Regions from separate parts of the Mus musculus genome. Here region 2 is linked to region 1. The links are chromatin contacts, called in public Hi-C maps. All regions are on one chromosome and are shown on one strand. The core of a region is the stretch at or near the end of the contact, and the rest is flanking DNA. Distances in the headings are between cores, read along the strand shown.

The links. A called contact is a pair of places that touch in the nucleus more often than the background predicts.
Region 2: a Hi-C map of the N1E-115 cell line shows a contact between it and region 1, with 4 times the contacts expected there. The contact joins two enhancer-like sites. A contact is called at or near these places in 2 of 39 promoter capture datasets (cranial neural crest and pre-B cells) and 1 of 484 Hi-C or Micro-C datasets (the N1E-115 cell line).

What each region holds. Positions count from the first base shown.
Region 1 is chr15:60,834,933-60,841,865 of GRCm38.p6, reverse strand. No RefSeq gene overlaps it. Among named protein-coding and RNA genes, the nearest start is that of Lratd2, 13 kb to the right of the region's middle. Within about 2 kb of position 1,840, at least 24 of the 459 cell types and tissues checked have an H3K27ac peak or open chromatin away from gene starts, as enhancers often do. A contact at or near this core is called in the N1E-115 cell line, where this site is marked.
Region 2 is chr15:64,028,428-64,034,696 of GRCm38.p6, reverse strand. The region is part of intron 1 of Cyrib (CYFIP related Rac1 interactor B); the gene reads left to right. Among named protein-coding and RNA genes, the nearest start is that of Gm25628, 5.6 kb to the right of the region's middle. Within about 2 kb of position 2,821, at least 72 of the 459 cell types and tissues checked have an H3K27ac peak or open chromatin away from gene starts, as enhancers often do. A contact at or near this core is called in the N1E-115 cell line, where this site is marked.

The DNA.
Region 1 (6,933 bases), core at 591-3,090:
TCTCTGGCTGTGATTTCTGGGTTGAATTTCCTACTTCTGAGGCCTCTGTTCCAACTTCTGTGAAGTGGGAGTAATAAGCATAGATTACAGAATTCTTGAAATCATTCAACACACAGAGAGACCACCAAATAAGCTATTTTACTGGATAATACTTTTCCAATATTTAACCTTTATTTTTTTGTCATTTTTTTAAATTAGGTATTTTCCTCATTTACATTTCCAATGCTATCCCAAAAGTCCCCCATACCCTCCCCCCCACTCCCCTTCCCACCCACTCCCACTTTTTGGCCCTGGCATTCCCCTGTACTAGGGCATATATAAATTAACCTTTATTTTTATTTTATGTATAGTGTTGCCTGTACCCTGGACAACTCTCTGCCTGATCCTTTCTGCCTTTGGGGGTTGGGGCTATTGCAGACTCCTGGGAACAGGTGAGAAATGCTGCAGCAAGCTCATCTGAGCACTGCTGCAAGCTCATTTAATACCCTCCACCCACACTCCCATTGGTCCCAAGAAAGTATCTATTCTAAACAGCAGTTTCTGATTGGCTAACACTGTTTGCACCAGCAATTCTTGTTCTCTCAGGCAGTCCTCAATTAGGTCCTCCTGCAGAAGTTGCTTTTGCGGCTGCATGGCCCCCAGTGTTTATGTAGAGACGCCCCCTCCCCCCCCTGCCCCCGCCATTCCTGCTACAGTATATGAGTGCTTTGCCTGCGTGTGTGTCCATGGACACATGCATATAGTGTGTGAGTAGGCTGGAAGAGAGTCTTGGATCCCCTGACGGAGTTACAGACAGTTGTGAGCTACCATGTGGGTTCTGGAAATTGAATGAAAGTCTTGGTAAGAATTGACCCATCTCTCCAGTCCCTAAATTTTCCATTTTTTAAGTGTCATTCGAAGATTTTGCTAAGAAACTTAACATTAGAGCTCTAGATGTCTTCTTTCTGAAAACATTACCAGTGCCCGGAGTATGCTACAAATAATGAATACTAAGACAATAGAGGAATTGCTATTGTCCTGTCCCCTTACAAGTGGATACACTGTACACTGCATTCCACTGCAAACCACAAGAAACAGAATGTTTACTGTCCAGAGTCAGGTGCCCTACCGATGTGGTTCAAGGCTCAAGGGCATGCAAGGCATTCTCGAATATATTTTCATCCCATCTGGGTATCACATGGTTTCTCAAGACCAGCACAGTGCCTTTCAAAGGTCTTGCAAATGCTGGGGTCACGTCTACATCTGAGCTTTTCCATGCTGAGATGCACAAGAACTGTGTCTGCATCAAGGCAAGCCATCTCTACCTTTAACACTTGGGTCTCGGTGCAACCTCTTGATAAAGTCTGCAAGAAACAAGCTCCTGGGGATAATTTGTCAAGTCGGCCATTGAGCAACAGGGTGCAGAATCCTTCCTGCCTTCTCTAGATAGGGGCCAGCATCTCAGCATGAAATTTGTTTACCCTTATCTTAGCATGCAAGAACAAATTACCCAGCCTTGTTATAAATCCCATGGATGTGTCTGGGGATCTGTTTCTGTGCTAATCTCCCACAAACTCTGCTCAGTTAGCCGGTTCCCTTTCCTTTCAGACTTCCTCCCCTGGCTCCAGGCTCTTGAATGTTATTCACACCGGTGAACACCATTATTGCCTTCCTGAAACGAAACAATGCAATCCTAGAGAGGGCAGCTAGAGCCTCTGCTGCTAAGAACTCCTCCATGCAAAAGGTTTCCTGTCAAGATTTCACCTGCTGGGAAAACTTACTCAAGCAACTCCCTGCCTTGATAGCCTGGGAAACAGACCCAGAACCTTTCAGGGTCTTTAGTAAAGTCAGTTGGATTGGATGATGCCCCAGGGCAGAAAACTTGTGCAATTGTGATGTAAATAACCTTGATAGCCCTGGCTAGGCTCAAGCTGAGAAAGGGAGAGCCTATTAAGCTAACAAGTAATTGAGATCATCCAGGTGTAGAGATCTTTGGCCTGGGTGCCTAGGCCTCAGAGAACACAAACAAGCACAGCCAAGGAACAAAAGACTTTGGGAAAACCATTAACAAGGACACTTGCTATGGAGACTTGTGTGTGCCACTTAACAAGGACACCTGTGTGTGCCCTGCATGTACAGTGCTCACAGTTGTCTTTATGCCTCCAGGGTCACTGCTCAGGACATTCACCCAAGAACAGTGAGGGGGGTGCTGTTCATATCAGGGACTGAGCACAGAGACTTGCAGCGTGTTGGGGCAACCAAGTGGCTATCCAGAGGCTGTGCTTTAAGGTCTGCCTCCAGACACACACACACACACACACACACACACACAACACACATACACACACATACACCAGACATAAACACAAACATACCACACACACATACACATAAACACACGCAAACACACCACACGTACATCCATACACAAACACCACACACACACACATCCATACACAAACACACCACACACAAACACATATACACATCACATACAAACACACCATACATCCATACACAAATATACACATACCACACCCAAACACACACACCAAACACTTACAAACACAAATACACACCACACACAAATACACACACCCAAACACAAAACACACACACACACTGCATGGAGACCTTGTTAAAGTGAAACAGCTTAGCAGTTCTGAGTCATTTTGTAATTTTAAGAAGTTCCCAGGTAGGCCCATGTTGCTAGTTTTCAGGTCCATGAAGCAAGTCACTCAGCCTCTGTCCATCATCTGTCTGCAGAGTCTGGACAAAGTCCAGGAAGCCTGGCACTCAGTGTGTGACAACTCAAAGGACAGGTGTGCATGACACAACAGAGTCTTTAGCTCATCTCTCAATCATCAGCAACAATGCTTACAATTATGAGGAAACACACCCTACAAGAAATAAATCCACTTCACACCAGGGCTCCATCACCATTTTTTTTTGAGAACGTGCTCCGGCCCCTGTGCTGGTTGTAAGTATTAGGCCGAGGTCTGCAGCTATCCACTAAGACCTATAGATTTCTTCTTCGCCTTAGAGCAGGAAGGGCCAGATTCCTCACAAAACTCTGTAACTGCGGTTAAATTTTAATCCTCATAGATAGGTAGAATAGTGCCCTCAGGACACTGCAAGATACCTGATCATGGAGCAATAATGCAATTATTTTCATTTTACTCCCAGAACCCAGGCAGGCACATGAACTACCAGTTTAGAAAGATTGACGAAGGCTGTAACTAGGCGGTTTTCCTTAACTCCAGTTAAATAGAAATCGAGTTAACGAGAGGCATTCACAGGAGAGGATTCCGAGTATTAATCTATTAGATTCTGTCTTTAAATCATTTACATAATGAACGAGGAAGTTGAGCCCTCCTGGGGCTTGATGTAATGACAGGAAGCAGCTAAGGAGCAGAGATCTAGTCCTTGACTGTTTGCACAGTAATCTGTGTGTCACTGGGTGAGGGGAATTAGCCTGGTAGGAATAGGGATCGGTTTTGACCTTGGCAGACTGGCAGACTCCTTCATGCTCAGGTTGGCATTGTGTGTAAGCGCCTGCAGGAATTCAGTGGTTTGGTACAGCACACTGAAATACGATTTATTTCTCAGCCATACCCCCCGGAGCTCCAATGATTCACATCCTCCCTCGGTAATTAATTCATTTGTCAAATTAGTCAGGATTCCTGGGTCACCCTTTGCTCTATCCCACTCCAGGCGATCCATATATAGAAAGGTCAGGTTCCGCAGCCCAGTGGGGCTATCTCCTCTCAATGCTTCGGAAATCTCAGTGGGTAGGCAGAAGCTCTTGAGATGGCTGTTCTGGATGAGGCTTGAGGTCCAAGAAGAACTAGGAATGAGAAAAGCTTTGCTAAAGTAGCGAGTTCACCTTGCAGAACACACTTTTCTTGGCACTGACTTGTGGCAATAGTAGCATGGACACTGACTAGAACGGGTAGAACGGGGAGGCGATCTGCACACGTGGGTCTGAGTCAGTCTTGCCTGGGTCCATGTTCTGTTAAACCGCATGCACTGAGTTGGTTTATTCATTAGGTTTCACCACCGAGATCTAACCAAGAAGAGATAGGTAAGTAGGCGCATAGGCAGACAGACAGGAAAACAGATTTACAAAATTATAAAGACTGGTAAGTTTTGATATCAGTGGTTAAAAGGTTAGAGATACTGTTATCTTCACCAGACTGAGACAGTACACTCAAGCTTTTAGGGACCTCAACTCAGGCCAAAGCCAGATCATGGCTTCCAAGCTTTAAAGAATGTCAGGACTAGCCAGTTTGACCAAGCAAAGTAGATAACTTTGTTGAAGATATATTTTTATTATTTTTTTTTTGAGATGACAAAATTACATATTTCCCCTCTAAACATTCCAACTTGTGGCCTTTCTCCCAACTAATCACTGTTACATACATATGTATGAAGATATTTTAACATAGACTTTAGCATGATGGTTAAGAAGAAAGGCATGAAAAAGAATGAGATATACCCAAATGGAGAGTATATATTTCTCAAGGGAGGGTAAGGGAATGCAAGATCTGCCCAAATGTGTGTGGGAACAGGACCAAGGATGTTACGTGAGAGGTGACAGAGCCATGTGATGAACCCTGAGAAATCTGACCCCAGAGACCAACATCAAGGTGCAGATCTGAGTTTACGGCCCAGCCCATAAGCTTATATACAGTGTTTGAGCCATTCTTTCACTATCAGATTAGAATATCATCTATGACATTTTAAGGTTCACCTCATGTACTTACCTCTTTTATCAAAAGGGGGAGAACAGGAAAAGGAGATTATTTGAAGCCTTTTGAAGTATAAACTGGCAGCCCAAAGGCACATACATATGGCTAATGCTAAGATGCTTCATCCTTCTTAGAGAAGTGAATGAAAATGAGAACATGATCACTCCTAGGTACGTATGGTTGAGAAGAAGGGTTTTGTTATAGATATGAGGGAAAATCAGTCAGAGGTATCTGGAAAGGTCCAGTCTGAATTAGGCCACCAGACTGAACTGGGCCATGAGAGGAGAGAGGAGAGGGGTGAGAGAGGAAGAGACAAGTCCTGGATATTCACAGCAAGAGGATCTACTTTGCCCCTCATTTGAGTCACTCAAAAACCCTCAACCACTGCCCAATGGAAACAACTTGAGCAAAAAAAAAAAAAAAAAAAAATATATATATATATATATATATATATATATATATATATATATATATATATATATATCTCCATTTAGGGACCAGGCCTGATTTCGAAAAGAAAACCAAAAGGCACCAGTTTCCAGGAATAGACCACAATAAAATTCAGAAACAAGGTCATAAAAATCCCCTCCCAAAGACCACAGAGATAACCACAAACGTGGGGAAATATCTTATCTCAGAATGGGCCATCTGTGCTGGGCAACTCTATCTCATTCTACGGTTAAACATTCATGACATAGGAATGCAGACCACTGACCACCTGTGACCCCCTAGCACTCGCCAGTGAAATTTTAGGTTACTTAATCCTTTTAGAGAGTTTCCAGCTCCCTATAAGAAGGCCTGCACACCTCTGTCTGGCATCGCCATTTCAAAGAATGTTGACCCTCTCATGCTGGTTGTTTCTATAGAATAAACACTCCTTGCCTTTGCATACTACCCAAGTCTTGGGTCTTCCTTCAGCCATCTTTGGACCCTTCCAATATTTGGTACATGTCCTTTCTCATGAGATTCACAGAAAAGTGCATGCTCATGGCTGGGGTTGGAGAAAGGGCTCGGGAAGTTGTTAATTGTTCTAGAATGTTTGCTTTACTGCTGGCAAAGGCTGCAGATGGATGCTAGAATGAGGGCATTTTTTTTTTCCTCCTCACTGCTCCTATACCTAAGATTTTCCAGTGCTTTTCAATTCTGACTCACCAAGACAAGAAGTGTATGAGCCGGGCCCTGGAACGGGGGCACTGTGCTTTGGTCCAGCTCCAAAGGCCTCAGAACCAGTGAGGGCCATGTGAACCCAAACCCTGAGGAAGAGGATAGGGGTGGGGGATGCTGTAAGTTGTACAGCCCCAAAGACTAGAGAATCTGAATGTGATATCTAGTGGGTGGGGTGACAGAGAGAAAATATGGATCACCTTTGGCTGCCTTGATCTTCCTCCGGTTCCCAGCAAATTAGATGGTAGTCCCTCTTCAGTCTACTGAGTCCATATCCATCTTTTCTGACAATACTCTCACAGAAAATTATTCTACAGTATTTTTTTCCTATTTTTCTAGTATAAGATGGTGCTCAAGTCTTTTTTTTTTTTTTTTTTTTTTTTTTGTGGCTAGGACAAAAAATACCTGGCATAAAAGCAGCATAGGGAAGGAGTAGGGAAGGAGAGAATTTATTTGGCTTACAATTCCAAGTTACAGTCCAACTTTTGGAGGGAGTCCAGGCAGGAACTCAGGCATGAGTCATCTCATATACACAGTCATGAAAAAAGAGGGAATATACCCATCCCTGCTCTCTAGCTTACAAGTAAATGTGTCACCATATATACTAATCTGGCCTCCTCCTTCCTAGGAAATGTTGCTACATACAAATGGCTGGGTCTTCCTATATCAATTAATAATTAGGTCAAATAACCATAGACATGCCATAGGTCAACCAGATCTGGATAATTCCTAACTGACACTCTCTTCCCATGGGATTCTAAGAGTGTCTTAGCACTCTTAGAATACCCAGCACTTATGGGTATTATCATCGCAACATGCCTGCCGTTACACAGTGCCAGGCATGAAGGGAAGTCCTGCAGAGACCTCAGAGACAAGGCTTCCTTCCTCATTTTTTTTGCAAGTTAACAACTATGCACAGAGCAGTTTCGGCTACTCTGATTTGCAAAAGCTAAGAAAATACAGCTTTTATTTTATACTTTTGATTTAATCTTTAAATATTCTTTATCTGTCATCCTCAACAGATTCCCATAGCTTAATT
Region 2 (6,269 bases), core at 1,572-4,071, 3.2 Mb before region 1:
CACACATCTATCCGCTCTTGAAAATGCACATTGCTCAGAGTCACTGGTCTGGTTCGAGGCCTCTGGCTTCTGCTACGCGATCAGTACTGGATTCTCATATGCACTCCTCTAGGATATCCTGTTGTTGTTGCCTTGTGTCGTGGAGGTCCCGCAGCTTTGGGTCTGCAGGACAGGCATGCCCCCCAGCAGATCATAAATGGGGTAAATGTTTGGGTGGACCAACTCAGAAGCCCTGGATCTGGGCCTGGGAGGTAGCTGAGTTGGTCAGCCTGCTAGCCCTCCTGTGCCTGCATTACCAGGGCAAGTTCTCCAGCCAACTTACCCTGTGCAGCAGCCACCAAGGGGCAGGGTCTGCTCGACCTGTGCTCACCTCCTGGGCTGCTTGAGCCCCTCTCTCCCCAGGGGCAGCTCTATTGTGCTGCCCAAGAGAGATGCAGGGCCCACTCTCCCAAGTAGGATCTTTCTTTAGGGCTCCAACCGAAATAATAAACAGTGACCTGTTTTTTTCAATTACAATAGTAAGTTGTAGTTGTTGTTGTTGTTGTTTTTGCTTTAATTTCCATAACAAAGGTTATTGAATCCAGAACCTTTGAGTGAACTACTGTTGCAAAGGTCTGGAGGCCCTGAGGCACTAGGAGGGAGAGTGGGTTTAGAAGTCCCTTATAATAAAGTAGACTTCAGCCATGAGGAACCTAGGACTTTCACCCAAGAAGAGAGATGTGGAAACCTGCATGGGTTACCTTTGTCCTCGAAAGGCTTGTATCATAAATGAGAATCTTGAAAACCCCATTCCTCCCAGAGCTCGGAGAGTGTTTGGTTTGTGGGTCTGAGCTATGGGGATGAGCAAGAGGGGAGACTCCATGATGGCTTTTCAGGACCTTGAGCCACAGTTTGTAAGCAGCCACTGGTATTTACATCATGGGACAGGTGACAGAAGGAACACAAAAAGTTAAGAGTTGCGTCCGTAATGAAAGGTGGATGTTTAGGGCCCCACCCTCCTTGCAAGCCGAGAGTCAGACCTGACATTGAGCCAGGACAGGAAGTGAGGAATGGGTGGCAGCAAGCAGCAGCCTGTCACCCCCTGAACACTGAACCAGTTGCTCTCTGGATTGCAAATGACTCTCTCTGAACTTCAGCTAGCCTAAGTCGATAAAATTAAAGAGAATTATGTGCCAAGCAATGAGCTGATTGGGCGGGGCTGCTCCAGTGGTTGGTCTCTAGGCTCTTTCTTCCAGGTGGCAAGCGGCTAGAACAACTTGGACACAAACTAAGTCTCCTAGTGGGATAAAAGGCACCTCCCTCCCAGCAGCCTCAGTCAAATTTACTGGCCAGCTAGAATCTTAGGTCTGTTGGTTCTGGAAGGTTCCATGCTTTGACTGTCTTCTCTTAGGGTACATGCCACCCCTGGTACACATGTAGAGATAGTTAGGGTGTCCCATAGGAGACATTGGGTGCATTTCCAGAGGGACATGGAACTGTCAGACAAGACAGCAGCTGTGCATGGCAAAGCATGGCAGGGCCTTGCAGGGCGTGGCTTTCTTTCCTGGCCACTGGGGTTTCTGTTACATTGGTGATTTGTACTTGACAATGAGTAGCAGAAGGGAAGGAGGGAGGGAGGGAGGAAGGAGAAAGAGGAGGAGAAAAGAGACAGGGAGAGACCAAAGTGCTGCCCCAGCCTGTGGGCTTTCCCTGATGGATGCTGGGAAGTGTGAGGGTATGTGGGTAAGTGGGGAGGGCTCCGCAGCCAGTGTTTCCTTCCCAGCTGGTCTGGAAGCAGGCCAGCGATGGTGAGCCGCTGAGGGTAGCGATTCCTGCTAGCTAGAAAGCACCACGTGGTTGGGAAGAAAATGCTTTCTCCCTTTCCTATGCCGCACCACGGACCCTCAAGGACTTCCAAGGGGCCTTTGCAGAACGGAGCTTCTGTAGGTCTGGTGGGTTGGGGACGTCCTTGCAGATGTCAGGAGGTGACTGCTCTGTAGTGGGCCGCTTCCTCGGGCTCTCAATGGGTATTAGCTTTGTTCACCATCTACTGTCTTCCCCTCCCAGATGATGTCGGGCCACCTTGGCCAGTCACACTTTGTTTGCATCCATTTATTTTGTGGGTCCCCCACCCCTTGCCCTGCCCAGTTCAGTTTTATGGGCTTTGGACACCGGACAAATATTTGACATTGATTATGAAGGTCTTGAATGGAGAATGAAAATGGTTTCTTCTCATTAGTTCTGGGCCCTGGGGGGATATGAGGTGCCTCTGGCCATATGGTGGGTCATCAGTGCCAGTGGGGATTGGGCACCCAAGAGAAAAGCTACCAGAGTAGCAAGGGTCACCTTGCCTAGGGTAGGGGGCTGGGGGCAGTGAGAAGAATAAGGCAAGCGAGACGACAGGCCATTGTGTGGCTCCCACTGGCTGTGGTCTAAGCCCTGCCTCTTTGAATGACATCACTTAATGGTCTTTTATCAAATCCTTAGTGGTTGATATCACCATCACCATTTCATGGTAGGGGAAACTGAGCCCAGAGAGGTTAGGAAGGTTTTTCTATGTAACCCAGCTACAAAGTGGTTACCCTGGGTTGTGGGGTTCTGTATCTGTGTCAAATGTGTCCCACCTGTGGTGCTGGAGGACATTTTGACTGTGAGTGGGTTGTAATAAATGAGACTCCTAGAATCTGTAATGAGGTTTTTATACTGACTGGCTGTAAGAGGAAGATAAACAGGTATCGGGGGAGAGAGGTCATTGGGCAGCAGCCTGGGGTATAGGTGCAAGTACCCTGAGCTGGCTCCTGTCCCTGCCCTTCCTGCCCTTTCATGTACCATGTGGCTTTGTGTGAGTCATACCATCCTGGGGCGGGCTTCCTTCTTAAGAAGCAAGGGTAGCACCATAGTACTTGCTGCGAATTCCCGAATTCCCGAGTGGCAGGGCATGGACCAACCTTGGATGTTTAGGGCTCCGTGGGAAAGAAGTACTTTGCCTACTAGCTCAGCACAGGTTTCTGAGGCCTGGGGAGGTGGGAGGGAGGGAGGGAGGGAGGGAGGGAGGGAGGGAGGGAGGGAGGGAGGGAAGCAGACTCTGCCTTAAGACAGCCATCTGACTATTGTCCCTGAAGTCACTGGGAAAGGGAGGTGCCATGAGCAAGAAGACTTCTAGTGCTTCTCTCCCTGGTGGCTGAGCAGAATGGCTGCTGTGGCTTTGGCTTTCAGAGGGAGAGAGGCTTCAGCTATGTGACCCCATCACCCAGGAACCCCTGATCCCCAGGTCTGAGGTGCAGTGTTTGGAAAAGGTACCCTGGGTGATTAGGGCCAGCTGCTGTTTTCCCCTGAGAGCCAGCAGCCGCTTCTACCAAGGCGTATTCAGTGCTGGCCCCTGAGAGATTTCCAGTATGCAGCTGCTCCTGAGGGCCACCACCCTGCCTGGCACAGAGTGGGGTCAAGTCCTCTGCAGGCACTGCAGGCCTGTTCGCCAAGCACCGCCCCCCCTCCCAGTCCCATGCCTTGTGGCCTGCTGACAAGCACACTTCCGGGTAACACTGTCCCCCTGTCCCATCTGGAGTCCTGCTCAGTTTTATGCAGTAGGATATGTTTATGGTTTCCTTAAGGTGTGTGTGCTTGGTGTGCACAAATTGCCCATATTTAACTTAACTTTCACGTCCTGGTGAGTTTAGGCACGGCCACGTTTATCATGTATACAGAGGTGATGGCTAGGTATCTTCTGATGAAACTCAGCGGCAGCAAGATGAAGGCTGGGGATTAAAAAAAAAAAAGAAGATGTGGCGAGCTCTAGAAGTCAGCCCTGACCATAGAGACTCATTTAAAATGGACAGGGATTTGGAATTTTGATCCAGTTGATGGTCAAATGGTGGCTTTTTTGTAGTATGACATTTTTCTTTTTTCATTTTTCATGAATTTTGTCTGGCTACATGTTGAAGAGTGCTATTTTTAGAAGTTCTATGGACCAGCCACTTTCTGAATATTGTTCAGTACACTTAAAAGAATGACAGAGGAAGAAACAAGTTTGTTTGAGACACTGAGTGCTGTCGGGATCTACATAATCCCAGACTGGACCCAGGTGTGCCTGACTCTGGAGCTCCACGCCGTGTGCACTGATTGGATGTTCATGAGCACACACCATGAGTATCATGGGATAGAATTTAAATTTCTGTTCTTTGACTGGGCAGTATGCCAGTGCCCGTAACCACACAGGCAGGTCAGCTGAAGCCAGTCTACATCTATGGTGTAAAGTTCTGCTGTGTACCACTGACCCCAAGAGCCAGGAGCCAGATCAGAGCCAGGTCTGTGAATGAGCGTGTGTTTAGAGATGCTGAAAGGCCTAAGCAGACTGTGGGATCCAGTGCCATCCACTATGGAAGTGACGTGTCAGCCTGGTTGGGACTTGGCCTTGCCAAGTCTGTAACGACTTGGTATCTTGGTTCACTACACACAGTTTGCATGTTGATGCCACTGCTTACTGTCCTAAGAGCTCCAGGGCACAAGAAGGGATGTGCTCAGCAACTCCTCTAGGCCCAGCGCAGTGCATGACCACACCCTGGGTGTTCACCCCTCTGGAGGGCATGGGGACCCCAAACCTGGGAGGTTTACCATGTGGAAGGACTTGGAAGTGAGAGCTGCTGAACCAGGAAACATGTTAGCTGGACCTAGCCCTCAGAGCCCCTCATCCATAGACCAGGTCCCCAAAGGAATATTCTCTATCTTTCAGGTTAGCAGTGACTTTTCTTTAAAGACATCATGTCTTTATACCTAGAAGATAGTTGATAGGTAATTCTCAATTAATTCAGAAACACCATTACTATTCGTCCAACGGCTAGGGGTGTCTGCCCTTGTCCCCAGCGTAGTTTATCTCGCAGGACTAGGGTGTGACTGTGATGGATGGTTCTGGGATTCTCCATGTCAATTCAGCACGTACTAATAATATGTGTCTATTCACTAATATAATTCCATCCTTATCTGCCTCCTTCTTACCTCCACAGTCTGTTCATTCAATCAAAAGAAGGTCGAATTGTTGTTGCTTAAATAAAACCTTGTCTGAGATCTGAGGGGTGTAGCTTGTTGGTGGAGCTCTTGGGTAACATGCGTGGACCCTGGGATCAATTCCCAGTACCACAAACAAAACCAAACCTTATTGAAGTACAGTCACTGTTAACATTATTAGGCTAAACAGATGGTTGACTTAAGGCTTCCAAACACTCCTTTTTAACATTTGCCAATGAGTTAAGTAGCTCGTGTCTAGTTGCTGTCCCCCTTTTAGGACCACTCAGGTGTCTCCTAGGGTTAAAGGCAGATTGATTTCTGTGCTGAGGCCTCATTAGAGACAATTGTATATGCCTGTTTAATAGAGCTTGAAACTATGGGAAATGTATTTATTTTATTTTGTTTTGAGACAAGGTCTCACTATGTAGTCCTAGCTGGCCGGGATCTCGCTTATGTAGACCAAGTTGGCCTGGAACTCACAGAGCTCTGCCTACCTCTGCCTCTACCTCCTTCATGAGAGGAGGCCCTGGACCCCCATGCTGACTCAGGGAAAAGTATGAATGCAAGCTTGCATTCTCTAAGTGCTTGGAAGAAAGGGGAAAACATCATTTAGTGACCTTGCTGCTGTGTTTTGTCTTGGAACAAGGTCTGTCTAGTGTCTGGGCACCACCTGAGAGATGCATGCTGGGGCTTTTTTTTTTTTTTCTTTAGCCTTACAAATGAGGCTCTTTTCTAAATGTCTTCAGTGGATCAAAGGGTGTCAAATGTGAGGAGACCTCACATGTATGGTGTGTGTTCATATGTGGGCATATGTGCACAAGAATAGAAATTGATATGAAGTGTCTTCCTCAATGCTCTCCACCTTATTTTTTGAGACAGTGACTTTCATTGAGCCTAGAGCTAGACTGACTGGCCAGCATTCCTGTGAGGTCCTCCTCTCTCCCCTCCACCCCAGCTGGAGGCACACATTGCTGTGCTCAGCTTTGTGTGTGTGTGGAGATCTAACTTAGAGCCCCATGCTTCCATGGCAAGCCCTTTTCTGACTGAGCCATCTCCCTAGCCTCTGACTGCAGCTTTTCTATCCAAAACTTCAAAGCAGCCAAGACAAATTTGAATCCCTTGCGTGAGCTTCTCCCCAGGCAGTGCGTACTAGCAATTTAGTGCTTAGCTGGCCAGAATTCGAAAACTGAAACATGAGTTAGAAGTCTGATATTCAGATAATCCACACGTCTAGCTACATAACACACTGATAATATCCAAAATTAAGATTAGTACTTCTGTGACCACCC